6 separate regions of the Mus musculus genome follow, and regions 1, 2, 3, 4 and 5 are each linked to region 6. A link is a contact called in public HiChIP or PLAC-seq and promoter capture Hi-C data. All regions are on one chromosome and are shown on one strand. Each heading gives the region's core, a stretch centred on a gene start, on an enhancer-like site or on the middle of the called end of the contact. The rest is flanking DNA. Distances are from core to core; before and after follow the strand shown.

What was found. Promoter capture Hi-C pulls out the DNA fragments that hold promoters and counts their contacts. HiChIP or PLAC-seq counts read pairs in DNA pulled down with a chosen protein or histone mark.
Region 1: a promoter capture Hi-C map of hippocampal neurons shows a contact between it and region 6, with 2.6 times the contacts expected there. The contact joins the enhancer-like site here to the promoter of Mrps27 in region 6. A contact is called at or near these places in 4 of 39 promoter capture datasets (cranial neural crest, embryonic stem cells, hippocampal neurons and 1 more), 1 of 484 Hi-C or Micro-C datasets (myocytes), 4 of 115 datasets of contacts at active chromatin or transcription factors (embryonic stem cells, large pre-B cells and pancreatic cancer cells) and 1 of 9 other capture datasets (pancreatic islet).
Region 2: a promoter capture Hi-C map of hippocampal neurons shows a contact between it and region 6, with 4 times the contacts expected there. The contact joins the enhancer-like site here to the promoter of Mrps27 in region 6. A contact is called at or near these places in 4 of 39 promoter capture datasets (cranial neural crest, embryonic stem cells, hippocampal neurons and 1 more), 1 of 15 datasets of contacts at CTCF or cohesin (embryonic stem cells), 4 of 484 Hi-C or Micro-C datasets (cerebellar granule neurons, cerebral cortex, embryonic fibroblasts and 1 more), 3 of 115 datasets of contacts at active chromatin or transcription factors (astrocytes, embryonic stem cells and fibro-adipogenic progenitors) and 1 of 9 other capture datasets (embryonic stem cells).
Region 3: a contact with region 6 is called in a promoter capture Hi-C map of hippocampal neurons, with 4 times the contacts expected there. The contact joins the enhancer-like site here to the promoter of Mrps27 in region 6. A contact is called at or near these places in 9 of 39 promoter capture datasets (the 3T3-L1 cell line, the C10 cell line, cranial neural crest and 6 more), 1 of 15 datasets of contacts at CTCF or cohesin (embryonic stem cells), 4 of 484 Hi-C or Micro-C datasets (cerebellar granule neurons, embryonic fibroblasts, myocytes and 1 more), 2 of 115 datasets of contacts at active chromatin or transcription factors (craniofacial prominence and embryonic stem cells) and 1 of 9 other capture datasets (adipose tissue).
Region 4: a promoter capture Hi-C map of hippocampal neurons shows a contact between it and region 6, with 3 times the contacts expected there. The contact joins the enhancer-like site here to the promoter of Mrps27 in region 6. A contact is called at or near these places in 3 of 39 promoter capture datasets (the C10 cell line, hippocampal neurons and stem cell-derived epiblast-like cells) and 1 of 9 other capture datasets (pancreatic islet).
Region 5: a FOXA1 HiChIP or PLAC-seq map of pancreatic cancer cells shows a contact between it and region 6. The contact joins the enhancer-like site here to the promoter of Mrps27 in region 6. A contact is called at or near these places in 3 of 39 promoter capture datasets (the 3T3-L1 cell line, the C10 cell line and hippocampal neurons), 1 of 15 datasets of contacts at CTCF or cohesin (the NIH/3T3 cell line) and 2 of 115 datasets of contacts at active chromatin or transcription factors (embryonic stem cells and pancreatic cancer cells).

What each region holds. Positions count from the first base shown.
Region 1 is chr13:99,606,202-99,611,004 of GRCm38.p6, reverse strand. No RefSeq gene overlaps it. Among named protein-coding and RNA genes, the nearest start is that of Gm24471, 84 kb to the left of the region's middle. Within about 2 kb of position 1,369, at least 43 of the 459 cell types and tissues checked have an H3K27ac peak or open chromatin away from gene starts, as enhancers often do. A contact at or near this core is called in embryonic stem cells and hippocampal neurons, where this site is marked.
Region 2 is chr13:99,763,670-99,768,412 of GRCm38.p6, reverse strand. No RefSeq gene overlaps it. Among named protein-coding and RNA genes, the nearest start is that of Gm24471, 74 kb to the right of the region's middle. Within about 2 kb of position 3,447, at least 29 of the 459 cell types and tissues checked have an H3K27ac peak or open chromatin away from gene starts, as enhancers often do.
Region 3 is chr13:99,737,965-99,742,744 of GRCm38.p6, reverse strand. No RefSeq gene overlaps it. Among named protein-coding and RNA genes, the nearest start is that of Gm24471, 48 kb to the right of the region's middle. Within about 2 kb of position 3,209, at least 2 of the 459 cell types and tissues checked have an H3K27ac peak or open chromatin away from gene starts, as enhancers often do. A contact at or near this core is called in hippocampal neurons, where this site is marked.
Region 4 is chr13:99,668,355-99,672,610 of GRCm38.p6, reverse strand. No RefSeq gene overlaps it. Among named protein-coding and RNA genes, the nearest start is that of Gm24471, 22 kb to the left of the region's middle. Within about 2 kb of position 2,425, at least 3 of the 459 cell types and tissues checked have an H3K27ac peak or open chromatin away from gene starts, as enhancers often do. A contact at or near this core is called in hippocampal neurons, where this site is marked.
Region 5 is chr13:99,065,129-99,069,958 of GRCm38.p6, reverse strand. No RefSeq gene overlaps it. Among named protein-coding and RNA genes, the nearest start is that of Gm35493, 5.5 kb to the left of the region's middle. Within about 2 kb of position 2,303, at least 13 of the 459 cell types and tissues checked have an H3K27ac peak or open chromatin away from gene starts, as enhancers often do. A contact at or near this core is called in pancreatic cancer cells, where this site is marked.
Region 6 is chr13:99,343,203-99,347,522 of GRCm38.p6, reverse strand. It overlaps Mrps27 (mitochondrial ribosomal protein S27), which reads right to left and starts at 2,737. Exons shown (of 11, transcript NM_173757.3): 1 at 2,648-2,737. The coding sequence starts at 2,720. It overlaps Ptcd2 (pentatricopeptide repeat domain 2), which reads left to right and starts at 2,845. Exons shown (of 10, transcript NM_026873.2): 1 at 2,845-2,959; 2 at 4,118-4,210. The coding sequence starts at 2,854.

The DNA.
Region 1 (4,803 bases), core at 120-2,619, 260 kb before region 6:
CTTCTAAGTTAAACACTCCATTAATACCCTGAAGTAATATTTCATGAAAATAATATGAAAGGGCTACCTGGCACTAAAGTTGATTTGGACCAATTGACAATCATGACTAGGCTGTGATTCCCCTCAAAAGAAAGAGCAGCCAGGGGACTTGGCCTTATGGGACCTGTGACTTATTAGAGGCAGAGGCTCCTTCCATCTGTGGCGCTGGCACCCTCACCCAGAGGCCTGAGGTGATCTGGAGTCACTGTGCTTGTCGCCAGCCTGAAGTTACAAGGAGACAAAAGCCTGGCTGTGTACCAAGTAGGAGGAACCAGACACCGGAGGAATGGCTCAGCTGTACAAGAACACTGTGAGACAAGGGTTTGGCATGCTTAAGGAGTGTGCTGGTGACCGTGTCCTGAGCCTGGCTGTGGAAGCTACTACCAGCCAGTGGCTGTCACACAGGGACATGGGCACAAACACCACACAGACAGGAGTCTCCTTGAACATACCTAGTCCCACGACACAATTTCTTTCTTCACTTCTGAGCCCACAGATTATCCAAAGCCTTCCAATTTCTTCAGTTGCAGAGTGAAGCCTGCAAGGGGGTGGGGGTGGAGGTGGGGGCAGAGTACTGAAAGCCATTTCATTTTCTAGTGTTCTCTGGAAAGCACGTGCCTGACAGGAGCAATCAGAAGTCATAGTAGCCTAGTATACTGGGCCCTGATAAACACTCTAAGGGCTCCTGTCAGAAATGCCATGATCCAAGCTATTTATAAGGCAGAGACTATCTGTTTCAGAGAAGGAGGAAGAGGAGGAAGAGGAAGAGGAGGAGAGACTCTTCTCTTGTGTATGACCTTGAACTGACCTCTAAGAGGAAGACAATAAGTAAGAGTCTCTAACAGTGAGAGTTCCTGAGCCCCCAAGCCCCTCATAAAGTTCTCTTAGGGGACCTGAGGGGCTTGAGGAAGGCCGGCCTGAGCAAGCCTTGAGTCTTCGTAAGCAGCATGAATTTTAGGGAGTTCAGAGGAGTGAGTCCCTTCTGTACTTTCTGCATGAGAGCAGAGCATAGGGATATAGGTGTGTGGGGTGCAGGCTGGGAGGTACAGATGTGGAGGTGCAGGGGTAGGGGTGGAGATGGGGGTAACAAAACCTGACCTTGCCTCATGAAAGAAAGTAAAAAGACAACACAGACGGCTTCTGCATAGCTGGGATTGTTTCCTGTTGGCTGTGCAGAGGGAGGAGAGAGAAGAGAGGGAGGGAAAGAGACAGAAGGGAAGAGAAGAAAGAAGGTGAGGAGACATGTAAAGCCACAGATGGCTCCAGGGTCCTCTTCCTTCCTGATCTGAATGTCCAATAGGAGGCTTGTTCTGCAAGAAGCCATTACTGTCCGGAAACACTGTGACGCTGCAGTTTCTATAGAGACGAGCATCTCTCCTAGGAAATCAGGGTACATAGAATGCCAGCGACCAGCTAAAGGGGTTTTTCATTGTGCTTCAGTTCAAAAGGCCTCTCCCTGAGACAGCTGCTTCACAGCAGGCAGGAGAGAGCTGGCTATTCTACCCAGGACCTGAGAATGTGGAAGCAAGATTTGAAAGCTATTCACAGACTAGAATAGGGAAAGGCAGGAAGAAAGGCTTCCGTTTCGGCACCAGATTGGCCAGTTCCCACCTGGCTCTATTCTGTAGCCCACATCATTTCTGCATAACCTGTAGACTGATACCTTAGAGACACAATACTGCCCCTGCAAGACCCCTCCCACCAGATTATAAAAAGCAGGGAATGTCAAGAGCTCAAAACCTGTGGATTTGAGAGTTAACACTATCAACCTGTTCCACTAGCATAAACTAGTTCTTCTGTTCACTCCTCCCTCTTCATGTTAGATACACTCAAAGTCACCCCTCAAGACAATGTTTATGTCTTAATTCAGTAGTTCTCAACCTGTGGGTTACGACCCCTTGTGTGTGGGGGTGGGGTGGGGAGGGGGCAGGGGAGTGTCAAACTACCTTTCCCAGTGGCTCCAACACTAAGCATCATGAAAGCTGGGATATGTAACTGTATAGTTGAGCCAGTGGCTTCCATGACCGAACAATGGCTGTGCTTCAATAGCAAGATCAGAATGAGGAGAGGAGACGACTGGTGGGCTCTGCTCAGCCTTCCTTCCTCTTCCTGTGCAGTTCTCCTGTTTCCAGCTTAACCCCAGCTCCCTGTTAATTGGCCCCAGGTGGTGCTATGCTCGAAAACACCTCACCCTCATCTCTTTGGGACAAAAATAGCTCTAATCCATAGCCACCTTTGCTGCTTATCTGTGTTGTAAGCACATCACTGTGGCCAACTCGGAGCTAGCAGCATGATGACCAGCGGAGCTGGGGAGAGAAAACAGGAATTTGTCATTCTAGATTTCTGTCACCCACACAGATAAGAAGAACAAAACCACTCTCTGCCGCAGAAACTGTAAGAAGAGCAAGGCAGGGATGACTTCTAAATATTTGTTCTTTAACATAATTTAGTTAGTGGTAAAGCCCATTTAAGTTTTGCAAACAACTGACTTTTGCAACCTCGCTGGAAATTAAACAACCAGCCTTTGCTGATCACTGTACACTAGCACATCACCCTGTGCTTTTATTGTCACTGTGACCAAGTGAATGAATGGCTTAAAGAAAGAAAGGAAGATTTACCTGGCCTGTGGTTGCAGTCCACTTGCCGCTCCATTGCCTGAGGCAGGCCCTCATGACAGTGGAGTTTGTGGAGGAAGAGCTGACTCAAAGGTCAGTGAACGATCTAAGACAAGCCACAGCCCCCAAGGACATAGCCCTGGTGACCTCTATCCCAACCACCTCTTGTTCCATTGTTCTGCCATCTCCCAACAACCTAGTCCAATTTTAAACCACCATTGAATTAAGCCATCTAAGGACACTCCCAGGAACATGTTTGACCTCCTCCTAGGTGTCCCTCAGTCTAATCTGGCTGTCAATCAATATTAGCCATCACACTGCTCTTCTGTGAGTCCCTGGGCCTCCTGGTCATGCTCCTCACGGGCTGTGATCCCTGAGCTATTGGTGTGAACCGATGGCAAGGACTCCTTCTCCCATGCTGGGCTCCTGGCTCTACTAAAGCAAGACTGATGCCTGGCCTTGGTCAAGATGTCTGGAACACAGCAGGTGTTCAGTAAGTATTTGGAACTTTGGAGGAGTGTGTTTGGAACAGTAAAACTGGCATCAAGTCAGCATGTATGTTCGTGTGTAGATCCATAAGAAGTAAATAAATTGGCGAATCCTGCTTTTGACGTTCTTTTCCTTTGGCCCGTGCTTCTAGTTTCCCTTCTCCAGGACTGGACAATACCCCACGCCACGCTTTTAAGCATGGTTACTCCTGGCCTTGATTGACATTCAGATGCATGTGGTGGCACGGCTCCTTTTGCCACTTCTGCGACTGGAGCTGATTGCCTGCACGGAGAGACAACTCCAGGAGAGCTCAGCTTGGTTCCATGGCTGCCCCGGAAGCTGCAGAAAAGTCACACTGTCACTTTCCAGTAACACACAAACACTGCCAAGGAGATGAATGTGATGACCTGTGATGTGAAGTCTGGAATTCATCAGGCCAGTCTGGATGGTGGCATGACTCAGGAAAAGCTTGCAGACAGTCTGGGCTAGGCTACATGCTCACCCAGGATGGGAGAGCCAAGACTGGGGTGGTTTTAGAAGACTGTTTTTCTGGATGTTTGCAAACCCGATGTATCCAGGTGGCGTCAGGAAGAGTTTGTGATTTGGTTCGCTATAAGTACAGACTCTTGAGCTCTTTAACCACTTCCAATGAGCAGATGGTTCCAAGGAAGCAGATGCCTCGCTCCAGGTACCTAGGGTAAAGCTAACAAAACTCATATGGATTGCAAAGGTGTGTCAGCTGAGTGTGGGGTCGTGGTATCCACAGGAGCCTCTAAGCCAGTGGTTCTCAAGCTTCCTAATGCTGTGACTCTTTAATACACTTCCATATGTTGTGGTGACCCCAACCATAAAATTATTTCATTGCTCTTTCATAACTGTAATTTTGCTGCTGTTATGAACCATAATGTAAATATCTGATATGCAGGATACCTGGTTTGCATTCCCAAAGGGGCCATGACCACAGGTTGAGAACCACTGCTCTAAGCAACTGTTGTAAGTCAGCAGCTACCAGTATTCACCTGTACCTCCTTGCCAAAGCAGAGGATACTTGCTTTTGCAGGCTAATACACAACACTGCACCTCTAGTGGTGGGTATCTTAATTGCAAGCCCAGTGATCAAAGTGTCCAGAGGACCAAAGAAAGGCTGGGTGTGTTACAAATTCAAAGGTTACCATGGCCTCTATGTTTGTGAGATTTGCGGTCTTAAAAGTTCTTTTGTGTTCTCTCTCTCTCTCCCTCTCCCTCTCCCTCTCCCTCTCCCTCTCCCTCTCCCTCTCCCTCTCCCTCTCCCTCTCCCTCTCCCTCTCCCTCTCCCTCTCCCTCTCCCTCTCCCTCTCCCTCTCCCTCTCCCTCTCCCTCTCCCTCTCTCTCTCTCCACTCTACCATTCCTACAATGACAGGAAGCCCCATCTAGATGGTCTTGCCCTCTGCAGCAAGCATGGACTCAGAGCGGTCAGCATGCAGCTCTGCAGAGCCCAGAATGGAAGCCCCAGCTAGGTGCTTGGCTATGTAAACAAAAGGGAACCTTGAACTCTAATTCTCTCTCTCTCTCTCTCTTTCTCTCATCAGATGTTTTTGCTGATTAAAGTCTCAGGGACTGCCAGGGTTCTCTAACTCCTCCAGCAAATGCTAAGGTTTGGTAAGAAAAACAAACAAAACA
Region 2 (4,743 bases), core at 2,198-4,697, 420 kb before region 6:
ATTTATGGATGTATTACATCATAAATAAGTAATGAGTGATGCTGGAAGGAGGGATGGCGATTGGGAGAACAGCTTTCACTCTGTAGAGCTTATTTCTGTTTTGCTTTTTATGACATTTTCCCCTATAACCTATGACATATGATGGTAGTTAATAAACTTTCCTATGAATGACTTTAGCTGTAAAGGACCTACTGAACACAGGGTGCTAGGGAAACTATTACCCTCAGGGACTTGGCTGACAGATACCGAGTTACAATCATCCTTCATCCTTTTTCTTAAGTCTTAGCTGATGCAGAGGGGCAGCTTTGCTTTTTGATTCCATCTTCTGGGAAGGGTGGTGCTAGATGCTTGTTTAGAACCGGAGTTTGACATGGGTCGTCACAAGTCTTTTAGAATAGCATATAAAACATACGCCAGGGTGCCAAACCCTTCAACTTCTCTGGTGTCTTTTTAGCAACTGACTCCCAGATTCTCCTGTGAAATGATCCTGAAGAAGGATAAGAAAAAGCATGCGAAGACTTACAGCCTAGGATGTTCATGGCACCCTTTTACATGACAGTGAGATGCTGAAAAGTCACAAATATCTAATACTGAATTGCTAAGTTGAATTTGGGCCATAATGAAGATGGAAGGTATTTACTGACTTTTGAAATACTAAGCACTAATAAACATTCAAATGTTAGCTCTGTTAAGTGAATAACCAGCTGTCTGCTGAAGGTATATACAGGAGGATTTTGAATTAAGAAATACATATAGAAAGGATATATATTAAAGTGGTTATATTATCCATTTTGTTATTATTATCCATACATATATGGATAATATATACATGGTCTAAAGGCTATGTATTAAAATGATAATCATGTTTATTCCTCAGTGGCAGGATAATAAGTAGTCATTATTCCAGCTCATATGTATAAAATATTTACAGGAATCTTACTATTTTCATAATAAGAGTTTTGGTTGACATCACAGATTGTAATATCTTGTCTGAAGAGCCACCTCTTGGTTCATGCATCTTCTTTTATTCCATTTTCCCTGGTTACTTGTAGACAAAGAATAGCGGACTCCCGAGATCTGTTTGGTTTTTCTCGTAACTGGTGTCATGCTGATCTAGGGTTACTGGTGCTGCATCCTTTTTCATAAGCTATTTCTGGCTGTCCCTTTTCATGTGTAGCCCTTATCCTCCATTTTTAATTGCAGTCTAATGTACAAGTTCCTACTTTCTTCACTCCACCCCTCCCTCTTCTCTTTCTGGGCCACAACTCTATTGCTCCTTTGCCAAAGCCCACCAGCTCTGCTTTTGCTAAGTCACAGTCAGTACTTTGAGCCTCTGAGATGTGTCCGAACTCCTGCTTCACCCAGTGCTCTGTTTATTGATGATTTCCTTTTAGTATTTTCTAATCTTTAATTAGCTTTGAGGTGTGGTAGCCGAAGAGGACTTGGGGAGAAAAGTCTAATACGGAGCTGTAAAGTTAGTGAGCTGGTTAGGTCATTCCCAGTCTCGACTACTGCAGTCTATATATAGAGGTGCACATCCACACTTAATGCGTGGAACTCTGTGTCCCTCCCAACTGGGCAGGGTCAGTGTATTCTCTGTCACACCGAAGCTGGAATCCAGATGCTTTGATCAAAGGAGGAGTCATGACAAGAGGATCTTTGCATATGTTTCATTGTTGGACATGTCTCCCTGGTCTTCTGCAATCATCCATGTAAAAAACATTCTAGAAACTTTTCAGGAATGCAGAAAGATTGAGGCCCAGAGAGTAGACCTAAAACCAACCTGTGGCTTAAGGATCAGGTGAGGAACAAATGCTGATGATACAGGTATGGACAATAGCACTGTCCCTGAATCATGGTCACTGCATTATGGCCACCAGAGAGAGAGAAGCTTCTCAATTAGATACAAAATATTTCATAGCACCCTCATCTTCCTTTGATTTTCTAAAAGGATTTTGAAAGACAAATCTTTCTTTCTTTTCTTTTTCTTTTTTTAAAGATTTAAAGTACTTAAAAAACACAAACCAAACATGCAGTCTTTGGCACCATGTCACAAATCTTAAAGGTCAAATTTCCCTTGTCTACATTTAATGTGATGAGGGAATGTGTTGGAACCAGGCTACCTCTCCTCTCCCTATCCTGCTCTGTCGACCGACCTCTGTGCTGGTAAACACCCAAGAGCACAGAGCACAAGAGCACAGAGCCAGGGTAAGGAGCCTGTTGTCTGCACTCTCACAGCCCAGGGAACACTAAGTAAGTGTTAAAATCCACTCGGTGGTGGCACTGATCCAGCCTGTGTTACGGGGAGTCTTGAGAGCACAGTGGTTCAGATTTCAGCCAACCCCTGTGCTCAGGGTTTGAAGCAGAGATTTGTTACATAAAAACTAAGGCTCTGGGTAACCACTTACCTCCGTGTCCTTGTGTGTAAGATGATGACAAGAAGAGACTCTTTCTCAGAGGTTTGATATGAGGGTCAGATGAATTCCTCATGTCTGCTGCTTATGCTTTGGGCACAGTGGTGGTAAATAGTATACTATTGTGTTTGGTGCGGCAGGAACTCAATTGTTAAATTTTCTTCTTGAAGAATCTTACACATGCATGTAATGAGGTTTGGAAGAAAGGGGGAAATCAGGATTAACAGCGCCACAGACTGTGTTCTGCACAATAGTAATTTTCAGCAGATGGCATCCTCGATGAAAAGTGATTTCATTAAGGAAAGGGTTTACCCTGTGCTAGGTGAGGCTCCTCTTTCCAGCCTCAGGAGTAAAATTTCATCAGAAGGCCCAGCCTGGAGATCAGCACGGCTGATGGCAGTGTCTCTGTGGGGCAGAAATGGGACTCAGTGGATCCTGAAAGACGAATTGAAGCTAAGGGGTATGCTTTTTGCAGATGGGACTGGACGGCAGAGCCCAGGTTAAAGTTTTCTGATTCCTTCTGTTGCTCATACCTCTGCTTCTAGCCTACTGCTGAAGACTTGGTAGTGGGTGGCTTTCTCCTCCTTTAGCTGATTGTGAGGAGGGAGGCCCTTTAACCAGGGCTATACTTTACATAGCACTCTCCAGATGATAGAGTTGGTGCCGAGATAGAGTTTAGAGAGTAAAGCAGGGTGAACAATCTACGGACACGGTACCGGTTACAAAGTGGATGGATGAAATGGACAGGGGAGCCACTAGGAAAACAAACTTCCTTTAGCTCTCAAATCCCTACTGCGTTACTGTTTCCTCTGTGAGGTCCATGGACAAGCCGCCCACCGAAGCCCAGACAGGATCTACCATTCCCAAGTCTTCCATTTTTAAAGTGAAAGTGCAGGTCCCTGCTGGGTACTTGTGTCATCTGGAGAATGAATTTATTCATTATCATGATTTTACAAGATGGGAGAAGCCATAGGCTCTTGCGAGGGTGGGGTTGGTAGTTGCCCAAGGCTCTGTTAACCACAAAAAGTGTTTCTTCATGATGGGTGGATCATCTGTGGTCGCCTCTGCTCTCCTAGTGTCTGCTGCCTTGGAGCCAGGGCTGGAAACAGGAGCTTGCTAGAAGGTGTTGGAGGCTGGGTGGGAGGGGTAGGCAAATGTCTCTGTGTACACCCAAGAGGACTTCAGAACTGGGGGACAATGACTTTTGGGTGAACCCTTAAATCCTGGCTTCATTCTTTTTTCTGTTTATACAGAATAAAAGTTAATGGTGTAATCTTATGTCACAAGGTTGAAGGGAGATAGAGAGGGAGGGGTTGCTTTCAGGATGCACTTTGGGATGTGAAAGAGAAGTGAGAAGGAAGTGGGGGGGGGTAAGAGGAGAGGGGAAGCATCTAAAGCTCGGGCCTCCTCTCCTCTGTGGAATTGAGAGAGACACTGGAGCCCCTGGAGCCTGCCCTCTCCTGCACCACCTGGGCCTCGCACAGTGCTTGGCAGCCAGCTTGGCTCATTAGCATTTCACAGCCAAGGGGCAGCTCACAGGATGTTCTCTACAGATATTTCGATTGCTGGATTAAAAATGGTCCCAGGGCATGGATTAAAATAATCCCAGGGCATTCCTGGCCCCTATTCTTCCATATGGCCAGGCAGAGGCCTGACTTCTTCATTCTGAAGAGGGTTTTGTCAAGGTCAGATGCCGATGCAACACCGGAAACGCTTTCATCATACCTGTCCCTCCCCTGCCTTTCCTGCCTATTTTCCCTTTCTTCCTCTTTCCCTACAGGCTTTGCTTTGTTCTATTTTTCAAATATACTGATTGCTGGAAGAGAAACAGAGCCCAGGGACCAGAAACAGTGCACCTCTGCAGGCCAGACTCTGCCATTCTGAGACCAGATGCAAGAGATGTCCCTGAACGATGAGCTTCTCGTGCTAATGGAATGCGGTTGTCAGGGACATCTGTGCATCCATTTTCTCTTGCTGCTCCACAAATTTAGTGATTTAAACCAGCTCCAAGTAATTTCCTCTCCGTTCTGTAAGTCAGAAGTCTGGTCACAGCATCATAGACGGATCCTCTGTGGTGTCTCTCTGATGTGGGCAGGCAGTATTTTCTTTCTGGGAGCTCTGGAGCTGCTCTGTTTCTTAGAGAATCCAGGCTCTTGGCTGAGTTTATTTCTTTGTGACTTGGGTTCCTAGTTTTGTAAGACTCTGGGGAGCCTTAGCTTACCGGGGACCCCTTGGAGTGAAACACGTGGAGCTGGAATCGATGCAAAAAGCAAGAGGAATTTATTGTTCCAGTGCACTGGGGTCATCCCAGACCTGAAGGAGAGGTGAC
Region 3 (4,780 bases), core at 1,960-4,459, 390 kb before region 6:
GCCTGTGCAATGCTTTCTTTTAGTCCTGTGTAAAATGCATACGCTGTTGTAACCATGGTTACCTCTGGTGCTGTTGTCTGGGTCTAACTGTAGCTAGTTATCCTGTAGTCTTCCTCTGCCCCTCCCCCACCCCTTTCCTGCCTTCTGTGGCCACCATTTGACTTTCTTCTTCCAAAAGGTCAGGATTTTTTTTTTTTCTAGTATCCACATATGAATAAGGAAGTGCAATGTTTATCTTTTCCATGGTTGGCTTATTTCATTTAACATAAAATCTTCTAGTTCTGTTTATTTGCTTTTTAAATGTGATGTGGCAGCCATAAAATTTAAGATTATAACAGCGCTCCAGTATATATTTCTATCAGATGGCAACAACTCTAAACCAAGGTAGATTTTTTTTTTTTAAACTCAGGGTCATACATCACCCCAAGTCAGCCCTCAGAGTGCCTTTCTGGGCAGATTGCATAGTTGATAATCTGGGTTTTCATGTTTGGATATTTCGCCATGAAAGGGGAGAAACAGAGCACCATGGTGATGACCTAAAGAAGGACCAGATGCCATGTGACATCCCAGAAGACTCTCAATTCTGGCGTTGGTTCAAAGGCATTCTCAAACTTAGCTCAGTGTTCAAAGCACTGAGAAAAAGCCAGGAAAACTTTACTTTAAGATCAAGGCAGTGAGTTCTTAGAGATCTATTGATGGGGTCCTACTACCTGGGAGCAATGGCTGGGAGCAAGCACAGCCTGGGCAGGAGCTCAGTCAATGAAAACACACAATTCACTTCTGCTTTTGTATCTCCAGTCACACAGCAGCGAATCTGAATGGTCTGATTCATTCTTATTGCTTGCTGTATCTGTGTTGTATACCAAGGTCCCTGCCCTTTTAGAACTTGCATTCTGGGGGCAATAGAAAACAATATACAATAAACAAATAAATATGGTAATTTCAGATTCTATTAGGTTACAGGTTGGCTGCTATTACAGGGAATCAGATGATCATGGCTTAAGCAAGAGAGAATCTAATTTCTTTCTCATATAACAATCTGGAGGTGAATAGTCTAGGGTTGGACTGGCAGCTGTCTGGTGTTAGGAATCCGGGGTCCTTCTACCTTGCTGCTCTATTGTAGGTCTGGGGGGGTGGTCAGCAAGGTCGAAGGTGGATTACCACATCTTCGGCTTTACATTAAGATAAGAGAGGAAAGGATGGGGATGTGGATACGTCCCCTGCTCCCTTTCTTCTCAGGATACAATTTGGGGGTTCATTACTCCATTCATATTCCATTGACTGGTACATAGTCACATGACTATTCTAGAAGTAAAGGGGTTGAAAAAGGTAGCCTTTTCATAAGAAACCAGAAACAAACAAACAACAAAATAAAAAACCCCATAGAAAAACTCGAACCCAGCTATTGTTTAAATAACACTTATTGTGTTTGTTCTCTGATAGTTTCAAAGAGGATATCCTGATTACCGTAACCCTCACTCTTTCTTCCACGCCGTCATCCATCCTCCTCCCCACACCCTCACTCTCTCTTCCACCCCATCATCCATGCTCCTCCCCACAAGTCCCTTTACTACATTTGCTCCTTGCTTTGTTGTTTGTTCGGGGACCCATTGAGTTATGTGAGCATAGCTTTGGAAACATTCACTGTAGGTTCATGGACTCCTTCAGAACTGAAGACAGTGATTACCCTCAAAATCCAGCTGTTTCTAATAGCTCAGCAGAGAAGAGTAGGGCCCTATGAGCCCCTTTCTGATCCATGATTCTCTGATGATAGGGCCTAGACTTATTGAGACCCGTTGCAAGTCCCCACCGATGCTGTGAGGTCGTTCCCAGGAGAGCACCGTTTCACAGCCCCGTTTGTTATCCTCCTGCACTTACATTTTCTTTCTGCTTCATCTCCCATGAGAGCCTCAAACTTTAGAGGCGTCTTAGTTTGGGTTTTATTGCTGTGAGGAGATACCATGACCAAGGCAACTCTTATAAAGGAAAACGTTTGATTGGTTCTGGCTTATAGTCTCAGAGATTTAGTCCATTAACTCATGGCATGAGATTTAATCATGGCAAGAAGCAAGGCAGCATGAAGGCAGACATGGTATTGGAAGAGCCAAGAGTTCTATATCTTGATCTGAAGGTAGCCAGGAGAAGACTGGCTTCCACAGGCAGCTAGGAGGAGGCTCACTTCCTCACTGGGCAGAGATTGAATATAGAGACCTCAAACTCCACCCCCACAGTGACACACCTCCTCTAACAAGGCCACAGCTCCTCCAATAATGCCTTACCTCCTAATAGTGCCAATTTCTATAGGCCAAGCATATGCAAACCGCTACAGGACATCTTGGTTAGGGTTTGGGATGCAATTATTTTTAGCATCTTGACCAGCCCTATGTCTCTGAGTTCACCACCTATGTTTATTACAGAGTTTCTAATTATCTGGAAGGGTAGCTTGTTTGTTTATTTGTTTGTTTGTTTGTTTGTTTGTTTTGAAATAAAGCAAGAAGAAAACAGCTTCTGAGAGGGCAACCAATGCTCCTAGCACAACTACAGCTGCTGTCCTCACAGTGTCAACAGGAGCACCGTACAACCATAGAGATTGGAAAAGGGTTTCCTTGTGATACAGAGGCACACCACTGCTGTCAGGCAAGACTCTCTCGGCAGAGAGATCAGTGTCAGTTTCTTTAAACATAAAATCCTAAGAAAATATCCAGTTGCAGATGATAGAATGTGAGAGCTGTGTGGTGACTTAGCTTTCTGTGGCTGGAGAAAACAAACAGCTCAGAAAGAGGAAACAGGTTTGCTCTGGCCCACAGTCTGGGAAGACTCACTCATGGTTGTTTGGCCTCTTTCCTTCGGGACCTGCCATGGGTGAAGCAGCAGATGGTGAGGGCAGCATGTGGCAAAGTTCTTTACTTTATGGCACAAAAAAGAAGAAACTGAGGTCCTGCAGTCCCCTTTAAGCACATGCCCCAGTGATGGAGCACCCTCTTGCCAGGCCCCACTACCTTCCAATGGTGCCATGGGCTGGGGACTGCCATGGGCTTTTGAGGAACATTGAACACTATAGCAAGTGAGATTTTCAGAAGCCCAACGTATTCCCTTTCTGACTCATCCTTCAGACACAAAATGAGGAGGTGGTGTGCAAAGAGTGTGGGTGGTAAGTGTTGGGCAACTTATCACAAGTGTGCCAGAGGGTGTTGTGAGCTAGTGTTGGAACAGAAGCCAGAAGTTAGACACAACTCCTCATGGAAAGTCTTCCAGACCCAGGTAACAGCAGATGGAAAGACCTAATACTAAGACTGGTCCTCATGGCTCTAGAAATGAAGTTTCCCAGGGCAGATGACTGGTCATGAGCAGAAGAGGAAAAGAGGAGGGAGAGCTTTCACACTCAGCCCTGTAGGGAGCTGCAGAGTCTGTCTTCTTCCTCTAGCCTCCAGTGGTTGCCTCTGGCAGCTTTTCTGAGTTGCTCCAAGCTAGAGCAGTGAACAGGGACCTGGCGTCAGCTTCTCAGTTCATGATCTCCTCCTTTGTATCCACTCATTTTCTTTATCTGCTTATGGGATAAAACTCTTGGGCTCCCTCGCACACCTTCCTCCAAGGGCTGTCATCAGGATGAGATGAAAGAGGAAGCATGGGGATGTGTGTCACAGTCAAGGTTAAGTTCTGGAAGAGGAGGCACAATGCCTGAGCCAGTAGGATCTGGACTGTCATTCCCATGGTTGTGTTTGCAGCTTGTGAGTTTCCTTAGCATCCAGGTCTCAGCAGAGATCTTGACTTTTAATTTTGAACACCTTTTTGTTTCTCAAAATATTGACTAATCATGGCTTTGTTTGTTCTTGTCAAAATAGGTTGCTTAAAGCTGGGCATGGCACCGTACCCCTGATCAGCACTTGGGAGACAGCAGGAAAATCAGGTCAAGTTCATCCATCCTTGGTAACACAGCCAGTTGTAGACCAGTTTGGGTTACATGAGAGTCTAGTTCAAAAAACCTAAGCCACCAAACAACCAAACAACTAAACCACCACCAACAAAGCAAGTTCTTAGGTATTTTTAGACGACTCTTGTTAGAGATTCTGCTCCTTGGTCTGGAGTATGAGTTGGTTAAAAACTTAGGCCTTCTGCTTCTTTTTTGAATATGAATACAGAAACAGCTTCACCCAGAAGCCACCATTTGCTGAATTTTTCACACCAACCTGAACATACCTACTGTTCGTGCAGTATGCTCTCTCCTGGTCGCATGCAGAATTTTGTTTAGCTGAGGTTCTCTGGGACCATTTTGCATGAATATTATTTCCATTCCAGGAGTAATTGGGAGTGGTCAGACAACTTCCTTAATGACTCCAATTGCAACCCAGTTTTCAATTATTTGCATATTCACTTGCATCGTCCTATCCACTCACTCCTCTCCACCCATTCTTTCATTGAGTGTGACCTCCCTGCCCATGGGGGGCATTGTTGGCCAATATTGGCCCATGCGGGCAAATGGAACAGAGATCGTGGATGGGAGGAGGGGGTGCCAGAAGTCCTGTGAGCATGTATAGTAATGAAGACACCCCGGGACTAGCTGTGGGGAGGCAGATCAACTTTACTTGAAGTGATTCAAGGTTATATAGTTTTGGGTTAAGGGGGTAGGAATATCCAAGGTGGGCAAATGTCATTGGCTGAAAGCTTAAGGTATCGAGATGCCTCGTTAGCATAGTGAGGCATTTCAGGAAATCTCAGGTGTTACCTGAACAGGTTCTTACTGGGAGAAAGGAAGCTTAACCTGCAATCTAAACTAAGGTTA
Region 4 (4,256 bases), core at 1,176-3,675, 330 kb before region 6:
GTCTGGGGAACTTCCTGAGCCTCTGGCACCCCCAGGGTGGAAGTCATTCCCAGGGAAGATGGCAGAGCGAAATGAAACGTGGTGGCTACAGCAGCTGAGCCCCAGGAAAGATTTCACTTGCTCTTTTTTGTCTTTAATACAAGACATTTCCCACGATGCTTCTGTCCTCTGCCTGGAAGTAGGATCCAGCTTTCCCAGCCATCTCCAGTCCCTGGAAATGGTATCTCCCTTGATGTCAGAGGTACATCATAGGGGATTTTGTCACAATTTCCTGCAGCCCACTGTTGATACTGTCCCTTTGACAAGGACTCATGTAGCCCAGGCTGGCCGTGAACTCACAATGTAGCTGAGGATAGCCTTGTACTCCTGATCCTCCTGACTCCACCTCCCATATGGAGGGATTACAGGCACACGCCACTAAACCTAGGTTTGCCCTTTCATGTATTTTATTAAAAAGTTTTTTTTTTTCAGTCAGCCACTCAATAAACATTGAGTACATGGTGTTGGCTGCTGGGAATAAAAGAAAGCCGCCACCCTGGATGCTCCCCATGTTGCAAGGAAGATGCCGTGAATCCGTTATGGCAAGCTGTACAGTGTAAACTGTGACTGGGGTCAGGCTCTGTGTGCAGTGAACGGAAGACGCCCAACTTCATGATGGACAGCCAATAGTAAACAATTCATTTCCCTAATTACCAAGCTTTAATTAATCGCTGGCAACGGCCCAGTCCCAAGACAAGAGTGAGTGAGGTGGGGGGAGAAGGTGGGCTGAGGCTGGCGGAGAACGTGAGGATGGACTTTAGGACTGGAGTCTGAAGACGACCTCATTGGTGAAAAGGGGTTTTTACTGACCAAAATAATTTGAAGCATGAAATGAGAAAATGCCAGGGAAGACTGTAGCACAGCTGCCCTCCTCCCAACACACACACAGTGAGCCAGGGATGACTACAACACACACACACACACACACACACACACACACACACACACACACACACATACACACAGAGTGAGCTCCATCACTATAGGATCTTAGGATGCTTGACTGTATGAATTCCAGTTCATCTCGCTGTAGAAATGATGACTCTGTCTCTGGTCTCCACTTGACCCTCACTGAAGTGGTCAGGGGTCTCTGCTTCTCCAGGATCTGAACACCTCAATCTGTGGCCTCCCTGGGAAGCCATTGCTGCTGGCAGAGCAGCTGCTCCCATAAATTCTGATGTTCTCTTGCACAGGGCTCCTGCTGTGTTAATCAGGAAAACTGCATGCATGCAGCGCCAGGAGTAAACATGCAAGGTCTTACAAATTCGTGTGAGGAACACAAAGGAGGTGCCGCCTGCTCTCCCGGTGGCTCCCACTTGAACCCAGGCCTCATGAGCCTGCAACACTGGGAAGAACAGATCTTATTGGCCTTCTCCAAGGCAAAGAGAGCGTGCTGACAAGCACCAGTTGGGTGACACCCACAGGTTCCCACCTGCAGCAGCCTGTGCTCACACCTGGGTAGGCTGCTCCCTCCCAGTCCCGGTTCTGCCTCCTGCAGTGACCACCTACACTGGCTTCCTTTGGGTTAGGATGGAGGGGATGAAAGGGAACGGCAGAAAATGAGAAACATGGAGAGGGATGCCTGCTAGCAATCCAGACTTCCATCTTCTTTTTCTATCCATACCAGGCATACCAAGAATCCTCTCTGATTAACTAAAGACATCAAGCATGGATACAGTGGCTAGTTTCTCCTCACACACACCCCCACTCCCCTCCCTGGTAAGATTTAGCATCTTCTCATATCCCTTTACCGGTAGATCAATCCATAAGGCCTTAGCTAATGTGTAGAAGTCACTGGTGGTCCATCTTTGGTAACAGAATGTCTGTATGACAATGTGTGCTGATCTTTATGAAAGAAAGATGGAATGTGCTGGCTCCTGCATAGGGACAGAAAGAAGGGAAACGTCTGTCAGGACCCTGCTTCTCCCAGGGCTGTTCTCAGAGCTGCTCCCCTCTCTGGTGCTTTCCCATGATGCCTTTCATTCTCCTCCACTCTTGTCTTGCTCTCTGAAAACTCTCCAGAAGACCTGTGGGTTTCTCTGGCTTGAGGTTAGGCCCTGTGCCTGCAGTTCACAGCTCCTCTTTCATCTCTAGCTCAGCGGTGGCTTGAGCTCCTCACACACTGTAAGGATCAGAGATAAATCAGCATTAGTCCTTGTCACCCACAGAACTATGCGTGTGAGTGACACTGGACACGAGAGAGCCCTGCCCATTTCTCTCAAGGTCTCCCTTCTATGCCTGGCTCCTCTCCATCCTCTCAGGACTCCAGCAGACACTGAAGGGCCACGTCATCTTTCCACGCCTCACAGGCTCTCTATCTTGCAGACCCAAGCAGCCCTAGTCATGCTTGCATTTGGTTTGTAATAGAAGTTTTGGGAAGTGCCTTCTGCTCACAGAGGGAAATCACCAGAAGGGACTCAAATCTGCTTCTCAAATGCATAGAGAGCGAAAGTCTCCTCAATGGAATGGAACTAATCACAGCAAATTGGTTTTTCTGGTACAAACAGTCTCTCCAAATATGCTACACAGTTTCTTGGTTGGAGTAAAACAGAATCCGGGACTCACCGTGCTCACTCCTCCATTCCCAGCACAGCATCTGGGCAGCTGTGTGCTCTTAGGGTAACAGGGCTCATCTGGCTGTGCGGAGGAGTTCAGGAGACTGCAGCTCGGCAGGGACTGACTTGGGCCGTCTTCCCATTTGCAAAACATTGGTGAAGGTGGTCTCAGGGGTCCCAAATGTCCCCACAGACAGGTTTCCTTCAGAGCCCTGGCTGAGCCTGCCATCTATTGCTAAGCCCTCCCAGAGCTGAGCTGGGAGATGGACATACAGTTTCAATTGACACAAAAGAGCCAATGGGCATGACCCATTCACTTCAAGGGGCGTAGTTGCAATTAAAAGAAAAATTTATTGCTGGGTCGTGGTGGCCCATGCCTTTACTCCCAGCACTTGGGAGGCAGAGGCAGGCAGATCTATGTGAGTTCGAGGCCAGCCTGGACTACAGAGCAAGTTTCCAAGACAGCCAGAACCATTGAGAAACTGTCTTCAAACAAACAAACAAACAAACAAACAAACATCTATCATCTGTTATCTATCATCTTTCTATCATTTATCTATGTAGATATGTATAATGTTAAATGAATAGTTATAAAATACACAATATAACAAAATCATCCTTCTTGTAGATATAGGTATACATAACTGATAGCACTTTGCATCAAGGCTGTGCACCCTCTTCCTGGCTTTCTATAGGTGCCTACGAGCATATGCATTGTTTATTTCATAGGACAATAATTAGAAAGCTGGCAGGCTCAAAACTAATCCCAAATGCCACAGCTTTGGGAAGACAAAATTATTGATTTCAAGAAAATTTAGCTCACACTAGCTAAGCAGCCTGTTTTCCTCTTCCCGTATCCCCTGTGACTTTCTCAGTTCCTTTCCAAGCCAAAAGCTGATTTTTTTCCTATAGGAGTTATATGTTCATACCCAGGAAAATAACACACCAAGGACTAGATGCCTGGGCTTTAGTGTTGCTTACTTCTTTCTCAGGGGTCTCAGGACAAGTCCTCTGCCACCCCACCCTACCATCTGAGCACCCTGCCTCAGGGCAGGGGCTGGCCTATGGTGGACATGGTGTAGGTTCCGATTGGAAGATCTTTGTGCCACTACAAAGCAGAATTGCTCTCTCCACGTGACTCCCCTTCTTTGAGGCTGCATCTTCTCATGGGGTTAATCACACCAACCGGTGTCTTAGGGAGCCTGAGTTAATTGCTTTACAATTATCAGGAGCTTACGAGGTACTTCACCACCATAAAGCATTACATCTAATTATTGTTCATAACGACAAGGTAAAGGTTTGGAACTAAAGAGGGCTACCATGGCAACATTAACACTCCCTCCCCCTCACTCGCGCGCACACACACACACACACACACACACACACACACACACACACAGAGAGAGAGAGAGAGAGAGAGAGAGAGAGAGAATTAAGTACAACTCATAAACCGGCCATGTTACTGGGAAAATACTTATTTTCCTAAGCGATGATGAGTAGGTATGGGAAGGATTCTTTTAAGTGCTTTAGCCAGACCTCCTCCTCAACCTGGTGACACTCACAACCTGCTGAACCCCAGCCAAGGCCTCACTCGCTCTGCTGCAGCAAAATCGTTATCAAGCAGACAGCTTGAGGATGCTATGTGTGACTTTTTAAAAATGG
Region 5 (4,830 bases), core at 1,054-3,553, 280 kb after region 6:
CATTCCCTCCCATGCAATCCACTTAAAACGCCCACCAGGAGAGAAAGCACAGAAAATGCTGAGCCTCCTCATTTGATATGTTATGGACTTTTCAAAATGACAGGGGAGAGGAGGGACCAACAGGGTCCCCCGTATGAAGCCCACAGAAGACGCGGACACATCTGATCCTTACCCATCTCCTGTCTCAGGAGGTGCCCTGAGACTCCGCTGTATGCTTCATGAGGGGGAAGGACAGTTGCTGAGGGAGAGTAGAGATGGGAGAAGTTGCTTCTCAGGAGGCTAGAAATCAGAACTGGAGACTCAAGAAGCATCCCATGGGCCATGTGTAAGCATCTCTGGTAGGTACAGCAGACCTGGGCCCGGAGAGGTCACACAAGTGTGCAAGTGCATTTCCTGTCTAAGCCTGACGTCCTAGTTAGTTTTGTTGTCAGCTTGACACATCTGAAAACTCCGATGAAAAAAATTGCCTCCATCACATTGGCCTGTAGGTGTGTCTATTAGTGTTTTCTTAATTGCTAGTTGATGTAGGATGGCCCAGGCCCCTGCTGCAGATGGGCATGAGCTATATAAGAGAGGTAACTGAGCAAGCCAGGGGGAGGGAGCAAGGCAATAACCAGCCTTCTTCCATGGTTACTGCTTCCAGTGTCTGCCTTGGCTTCCCCTGGACCACAACCTGTAAGATAAAATAAATCACTCCTCTCCGGCTTGCTTTTGGGTTTTATCACAGCAACTGGACTAGAACGCTTGAGGACCTGAGTTCAGATCCCAGAACCCACAATTGATTTTTTTTTTTTTTTTTTTTTTTTTTGCTTTCATCCCCAGTATTACAGTAAACACAATAGTAAAAAAAAAAAAATCAATTAAGGTCCTTTTGTTTCAAATAATACCATCTATTTTGGAGTATGGTTTGAATGAGTCCCCCGGGATTCATGCCCTGAAACTCTGTTCCTCAGTACAGAAGAGTTGGGAGGTGGCAGAACCTTTACTGCAGTCTAAGGGGGATGAAACTAGGTCCTTGAAGGCAGGGCCTTCATAAGGCATCAGTGTGAATTCCACAGGAAACCAGTTTGCTCTCAGGAGCAAGTTCTGAGAGCTCAACTCCTCCACCATGATTTTCCTTTAGTGTGTGGCTAGTTCCTTTTCCATCTCTCTATATGTTGTAATGAAGCTAAGGGGGCTTCAACAAGATGGGACCCCCCAAATCTTAGACTTCTTGGCTTCCCAATTTGTAGTTACATGCACCTCTTTTCTCGACAAAGTACCAAGTCTCTGGTCTTTTGTTGTAGCACAGAAATCAGACTGAGACAGTAAGGATGAAAGAAAGGAGGATCTATTTTCTTGAACTTCTGGCTTATCTCCATATTGAATGGAGAGATAAAGAAAGGAGTGAAAATAGTCTTCTTAATGATCCAAGAGTTGTAAATCTCAGAGAGCAGGAGCCAGGGCAACAACAACTGTGCCCCTTCCTTCTGGAAGATGTGAATGTATAGGCTGGTTCCCATGGTTGCAGTCAGTGGTGGTCTGCATAGATGTGGCCCCCACAGACTCACCTGTTTGAATCCTTGGCCCACAGAGTGTAGGAGGTTTGGCTTTGTTAGAAGAAGTACTTCACTGTGGGGGCGGGGCGGGCTTTGGGGTATCCTACACTCAAGCTTCACCAAGTGTGGAATTCTAGTCTCCTCCTTGCTGCCTGCAGATCAAACTGTAGAACTCTCAGCTCCTCTAGCACCATGCCTGCCTGGATGCTGCCATGGTTCCTGCCATGGTGATAATGGACTGAACCTTTGAAACTGTAAGCCAGCCCCAATTAAATGCTTTCCTTTATGGGTGTTGCCTTGGTCATGGTGTCTCTTCACAGCAATAAAAGTGTATGAGTCCATATGTGTAAGTTAGGCTCAGGGTTGACAGAGGACAGAAAATATAACCAAAAAGGCCTTAAAGGAGAAGCTCACTGTATCCTTCTCACCCATATTGTATTGATTTTCTGGATGCTGTGATAAGTACCTGACAATATCAACTTAAGGAAGGTGGGGTTTGTTTTGGCTGGCAGTTTAAAGGTACCTTGTATCATGGTGGACAGAGCCAGAGGCCACTGGTCAGGGAGCAGAGAGAGGTAAATGCTAGTGTTCATCTCTCTTTCTTCTTTTTATTCATTCTGGGCTTGCAGTCAGTGGAATGGTGCCACCCACATCCAGGGTGGGTCTTCCTACCTCAGTTAAACATCTCTGGACAATACACTACAGATACTCCTGGAGCTGTCTCCAAGCTGCTCCTAAACCTGGTCAAGTTGACAATCAAGATTAAACATTAGTCATAGCCATACCGATCCCAAGTTAATAGGAAGTGCCACAGTCACCAGAAGCCTGCTTTGCCTTATGTCTGCCTGCCCTGCCTTCCTCAGCAAGAGGCTTTAGCCTCTAAACTGCCTCACAATCCATGATAGCTACCAAAATTCCAACAAGTGACTAACTCCACTCTAGCCAGAATCAAAAGAAAGAACAAAGAGGCAAGTGGATGTGTTTTCCAGCAGTCAGCCCAGTTTTAAATTATTTTCCAAAAAGCCCTACTTGGTGGCTTTCAATAACACCCACTGGTGACGCCTAACAGTAAGGATAATTAGGAACACATGGCCCTCTAGAGAGGAGAAAATGGATTTGGGGCGGACAGGCCACAAAATGCCTATGACACATTTTGTCTCTTAGAAGGCTGCTGCCACCAAATCCTCAATGACACTCTAGTTCTTGGGCTCTGTGACAGCAGAGATCCAACCCCAGCCCACCCAGCACTGGGTGTACTTTGAGAAATGTAGAGTAACTGGCCAAGTCAGAATTGATATTTCAGCTTCCTGTCTGGGCCGGTGCCCTGTGAAGACCTTGAGCTCGAACTCTGCAGCCAGTCCCACAAAACCCAGAGGAAGCTCCATTCACAAGTGCTCTAACATGCCCAGGATCATAGGATCAGTGGTGAGGAGGACACAACATCTGCCCAAACACTGGGAGTAACTGGTACCAGCGGGATCCAGGCACCCAAGAACTCCACCTGACCAGTGGTACAGGTTGCTTCCAGTCTGAGCTGGTGCCCTGAGCAGACCTTGGGCTCGAACTCCATAGCCAGTCCCACAACACCCAGAAGAAGCTCCACTCCCAGGTGCTCTACCATGTCCAGGACCACAGGACCACAGGATCACAGGATCCCAAGATCCCAGGATCCCAGGATCCCAGGAGCTTGATCACACCAGGATCTCAGGGTCACAGAGGCAGCTTGACTCCCAGGAGCTCTGACACACCCAGAATCTCAGAATCACAGGATCCCAGAGACAACTGAACTCTGAGGAGTTCTGACACAACCAGGATCACAGGAAGGACAGGCTCCAGTCAGATATATCGAGGACAGGTAACACTAGAGATAATCAGATGGCAGGAGGCAAGCATAAGAACATAAGCAAAAAACAAAACAAAACAAAACAAAACAAAAACAATAACAACAACAACAACAAAAAAAAAACATAAGCAACAGAAACCAAGGTTACTTGGCATCATCAGATCCCAATTCTCTCACCATAGCAAGTCCTGGATACACCATCACACCAGAAAAGTAAGATTCAGATCTAAAATCACTTCTCATGATGGTGATAGAGGACTTTAAAAAGGACATAAATAACTCCCTTAAAGAAATACAGGAGAACACAGGTAAACAGCTAAAAACCCTTAAAGAATTACAGGAAAACATAATCAAACAAGTGAAGGAAATGAACAAAACCATCCAAGACCTAAAAAAAGAAATAGAAACAATAAAGAGATCACAAAGGGAGACAACCCTGGAGTTAGAAAACCTAGGGGAAACGATCAGGAGTCATAGATGCAAGCATCACCAACAGAATACAAGGGATAAAAGAATGCAGAAGATACCATAGAAAACATTGACACAACAGTCAGAGAAAATGCAAAAAGCATGAAGCGCCTAATCTAAAACATCCAGGAAATCCAGGACACAATGAGAAGACCAAACCTAAGGAAAATAGGTATAGAAGAGAGTGAAGATTCCCAACTTAAAGGGCCAGTAAATATCTTCAACAAAATTATAGACAAAAACTTCCCTAACCTAAAGAGATGCCCATGAACATACAAGAAGCCTACAGAACCCCAAATAGACTGGGCCAGAAAAGAAATTCCTCCCGCCACATAATAATCAAAACACCAAATGCACAAAACAAAGAAAGAATATTAAAAGCAGTAAGGGAAAAAGGTCAAGTAACATATAAAGGCAGACCTATCAGAATTACACCAGACTTCTCAGCAGAGACTATGAAAGCTAGAAGATCCTGGGCAGATGTCATACAGACCCTAAGAGAACACAAATGCAAGTCCAGACTACTATACACAGCAAAACTCTCAATTACCATAGATGGAGAAAACAAGATATTCCATGATAAAACCAAATTTACACAATATCTTCCCACAAATCTAGTCCTACAAAGGATAATAAATGGAAAACACGAACACAAGGAGGGAAACTACACCTTAGAAAAAGCAAGAAAGTAAGCTTTCAACAAACCCAAAATAAGATAGCCACAGAAACATAATTCCACCCCTAACTACAAAAATAACAGGAAGCAACAATTACTTTTTCTTAATACCTCTTAACATCAATGGACTCAGTTCCCCCAAAAAAGACATAGACTGCCGGGCGGTGGTGGTGCACTCCTTTAATCCCAGCACTTGAGAGGCAGAGACAGGTGGATTTCTGGGTTTGAGGCCAGCCTGGTCTACAAAGTGAGTTCCAGGACAGCCAGGGTTATACAGAGAAACCCTGTCTTGAAAAAACAAAAAC
Region 6 (4,320 bases), core at 1,488-3,987:
AAAAAAAGAATCCTGAAAACATTATGGTAAGTGAAAGATACCAGCCTCAAATTATGTCCCACTTAAAAGAAGCATTAGAATAGGGGAATCTAAAGAAAGGAAGCAGGTCACATGTCACCTAGAACTGGGGACGGGGGCTGAGGGAGTAAGAGTGACTAGCAACAAGAGATATAGAGTGTGATAAAAACATCCTGAGTTGGTTGGAAAGATGCTTGCACAATGCTGAAAGTCACACAACTGTGTACTTCAGTGAGTGAGTTGTACTGCATGTGAAGAGAAGGAACTCTAAAATAAAAGGCAGCTACCCAGAGATCATAACAGATCACACAAGGATTACAACCTGAGTTTTATGTCAGTGAAGAGTGACTGCGGATGACACCTAACTTTGATTTCTAGCCTCTACATACATGCATTCATAAAAGCACGATGCAAGCATGCATTCACACACGCACACACACACACACACACACATCTTTCTATGATGCTTTGTGCGTGTCATAAAGTCATAAAGAGCAAAGGTTTCTCCATCACTGCATACAAGCTGAGGTTCTAATAACGTCACAACCAAAGAATTTCTACAGCCAGGGGCAAAAGATGAAAGGAGATGGACACAAAGTGGAAGATCTAGATCAGACTCTCAAACTTTTTATGCATATGAGTCTCATTAAAATGCAGATAGTTTCTCTGTAGGCCCAGATTGCAGAGAGATTCTACTTATCCGACAAGTAACCCAGTAACAACATTCAAAGTGCTCAAAACACATCTGAATGAGTAAGAGTCTTCAGACTCACAGGCTTAGGTCTGGGCCTTGCCAGTCCCCCTCTGCACGTGCCATTCAAAATGTCTCCAAGCATTTTGTTTGTTTGTTTTGTTTTTAAAATAAGAAAATAATGTGATTGTGAAAATAGACAAGCTTTAGCAGCACAATTTAACTTTTAGCCCTTGTGGTGCCAATAATAAATGCTATGAAGATTGGGCAGATCATACACCTCTGTATCTTTTTCATCATACACAAAATGAGGGATACCACCTATCAGCAGGGTGGTTAAGGCTCACTAATGCCTGTCTACGAATTATGGTACCCAGTAAGTTTCCTTCCCCTGTCCTTTTCACATACCTGTTGTTGCTCTATCTCAGTTCATTTTTCTTCTATCTTTTTGATCATTTGGGCTGTATTCTTTCATCCTATTTTAAGTAGACTATGTAGAAGTCTTAAAGTGTTGCATATACTGACTCATCTGTCATGAATTTGTACAAGCTGAGTACTTGAATTAGGGTATTTATACACTGATGTACTTATATTGCCTTCCTATAGCCTCCATCTGTGGTCTAATGCAGTGTCCAAAAAACTTCTGTAGAAATAAAAATGTTACATTTTAAATTGTCCAAGACAAAAGACATCAGCTACATGGATGTACTGACCACATAAAACACTAACTGCCGTGAAGAAACTTAGTTTTTAATCTTATTTATCTTCAACTTAAATTTAAATAGCTACAAGTACTAGCAACTACCAAGTTGGGATAGCTTCAGAGTATAAACTGCCAAAGTAAAGGTTCTCTCAAGTTGCTCTGTGTAGTTTCCATTCCTTTGTTACAATAGTTGCCCCAGCCATTATAAGCAACCAACTTACTCTCCTGTATCTACTAGTGTGGGTCTTATGAAACTTCAAAGAATTTACTACCAATCACAATTAAATATGCCAAATAGCTCTACAAAGCACTCTTAGTGCCAAATATTGTTCGTATCAATTTGTCAAATGTGTGATATGAAGTGTTCTTGCCAGGTAGTTCAAACACTTTATCTTTAGAAAACTCTTGAGGACAACTGTGGAGTTTTTAAATGGCTGTACACTTACAGGAGTGAGAGCAAGTGAGCATTGCTTCTCTTTTTGTGACTGGTGTTAAGGGAGTCTGATTGAAAACAAGCAGCATTGCAAACATCCAAGTGTGGTTAGTTCATTTTACTTCTGTTATCTGGCACATCTTCAAGGATTACGAGATTGTAAGCACTACAAACTCGGGTTTTGCAAAAACTTCAAAACGTATTTTCACCATTAGGTACCCTAAAAAGGCTTTGAGTGATTATGTGATTCAACTCAAGCCATCAAATCGCTCTGCTTGTTTACCTACTGGTGGAAAAAAAAAAAAAAAAAGAAATGTCAGGCAGAAGTTGTGGCCAAGGTCACCAGGTAAAGTGAGGCTAGTGTTGAAAAATTCTTTCAGGAGATGAAGACCAAGGGTTCGGGTCATCAAGTACAAGGCAGTGAGGGAAAACTTTTGCCTGATGACCCTCCAAAGAAATCTCAGGGGAAGAAAACTGTTCTAGCCCACGGAGTGAACATATTTGGGTTTTTCATGATCACCAAGAAGTCTACTAATTTAATACATTAAACTTGCAAGACATACGCAGAACCTCATGCTACAGCCTTCCCCTACTTTTCAAAAGTTTGGAATGGCGGGTACTAGCCTTAAAGAAGAGGGATTATTTTTCCTTTCTGGGTTACCAATACCCTAAACGGCTTCTCTAGCAACCGGATCCCAGACGCACTTATGCGCTTCCTGGAAGCCCATCACCCCCTTCCTTCAATAAACAGCGTGCTGGGAGGCCTAAATGGAGCTGCAGCTCCAAGGCAGCAGCCACCAACCTGCGAGGCAAAGGCGAGACGCGTCTAGTCGCCGAGCCAGGAGCATCCCACACCGCACCATGGGAGCCGCCATCTTGGAGCGCACCAAGTGGAAGGCGGGCGTGGGGGGACAGGCACAGAGCCCGCCTCCGCCGGAAGTGGTCCTACCACCTCAGAGGTCCCCCCTGCCCGGGTCCCGCAGATGGTGCAGCCCGGCCCGGAACAACATGGCTACAGTGTTTCGGCCCCTGGAACGCCTGCGGGTGCCGCGTCCTTCGCTGCATCCCGGGGTGACGGGCTCAGGCTCCGCCTGCTGCCGCTGCACTCTCGGAGGTACGAGCGGCCGCACGCCTGGAAGGAGGGAGGGTGGAAGAGAAGGGAGCGTGAGCCCACCGCGGCCTCTCTTTTTGGAGGAGGCTCGTGCGCCCTTTCCCTTTTGCTGCACGCGTGAGCAGCCCGGTTTGCTTCCGGACTGTGAACCCCTCTGCTCTGTGCCTGGAAAGCAAAGGGCAGCTAGGGACTGCACTTGCAAAGGTCCAAGTTGCTCTTCGAGAACATACCTCAGTCGTCGGGTGTCCTTTTCTGCAAGGTTTTGGTGCGGAGTTTAAGAGATGGGAACCCAAGCTGTGCTGCTTACATTCTCAAAGACTCGAGGCAGGCGTCCTCATCCCCCAAATTATTCCTTACCGCCTTTCTGAAGGCGTGACTGCTATTGATAATAAAATTATTATAATGTGGGCGCGCACACACACACATAGCATCCAGTGACAGAGGTACCCTTCTTCATTTACAGAATAGGAAGTAGACAAGGTTGTCACTCGCCCAAGGTCACAGGGAGCTGGCAGATGCTGTATTTGAACTAAAGACCCAGATCTGACAGCGTCACAGGACTGCCTTTTCATAAACAACTATTTTTGTTACTACCTTACTGTGTCAGATCTCAGTGCACGGTTCATCTGTTTTTATCTCATGCACAGCCAACGATGCAGAAGGGTACATTCCAGACTTGCTGATCTGTGGTCAGTGATTTCTGATCTAGGGTTACTGAGTCCAGATCTGAAAGGCTATCTTCAGTGCCGAAGTTTCAAAACTGGAAGTCATGATATAGCTTTTCCCAATATTTCATGTTTCTCCCAAAATAAACCAAGCAAAAGTGTGTGTGTGTGTGTGTGTGTGTGTGTGTGTAGGTGTCTGCAGTGTGTGTGTGTGTGTGTGTAGGTGTCTGCATTGCTAGCCCCCAACTAGATAGCAAATGCCCATTTGTTCTTCATAGCTCATCTTGTCAACCAGTCTTCACACTCCATCAATCCCTACCTCTTTCAAATGTAAGACTTGCATTCAATACTTGACTGGAGATGTTTGCTTCTCACCAGGGATATATAGTATTTGTACCTCTCTGGATGGATCCTTTAGAGGCAACCATGCTCTTATTTGCTGCGGGGGAGGGGGAGAGCAATCAAAATGACTTTATTTTCTTTTTCTACTTTTTAGCTAAAAGATACCTACTCACAGATAACATTGTGAAGTTAAAGGAATTTCAACATAAGAAGATAGCTATTGCATATAACCTACCTGGCACCAAAGGTAATATCTGTTTTATTAATTCTTTAATCGTCTGTCATTCATATTTCTCCTTTGTCTCTATTCACTCTTTCAAGACCTATCTCATAGAGAGAAAAAAGACAGAGTGACCA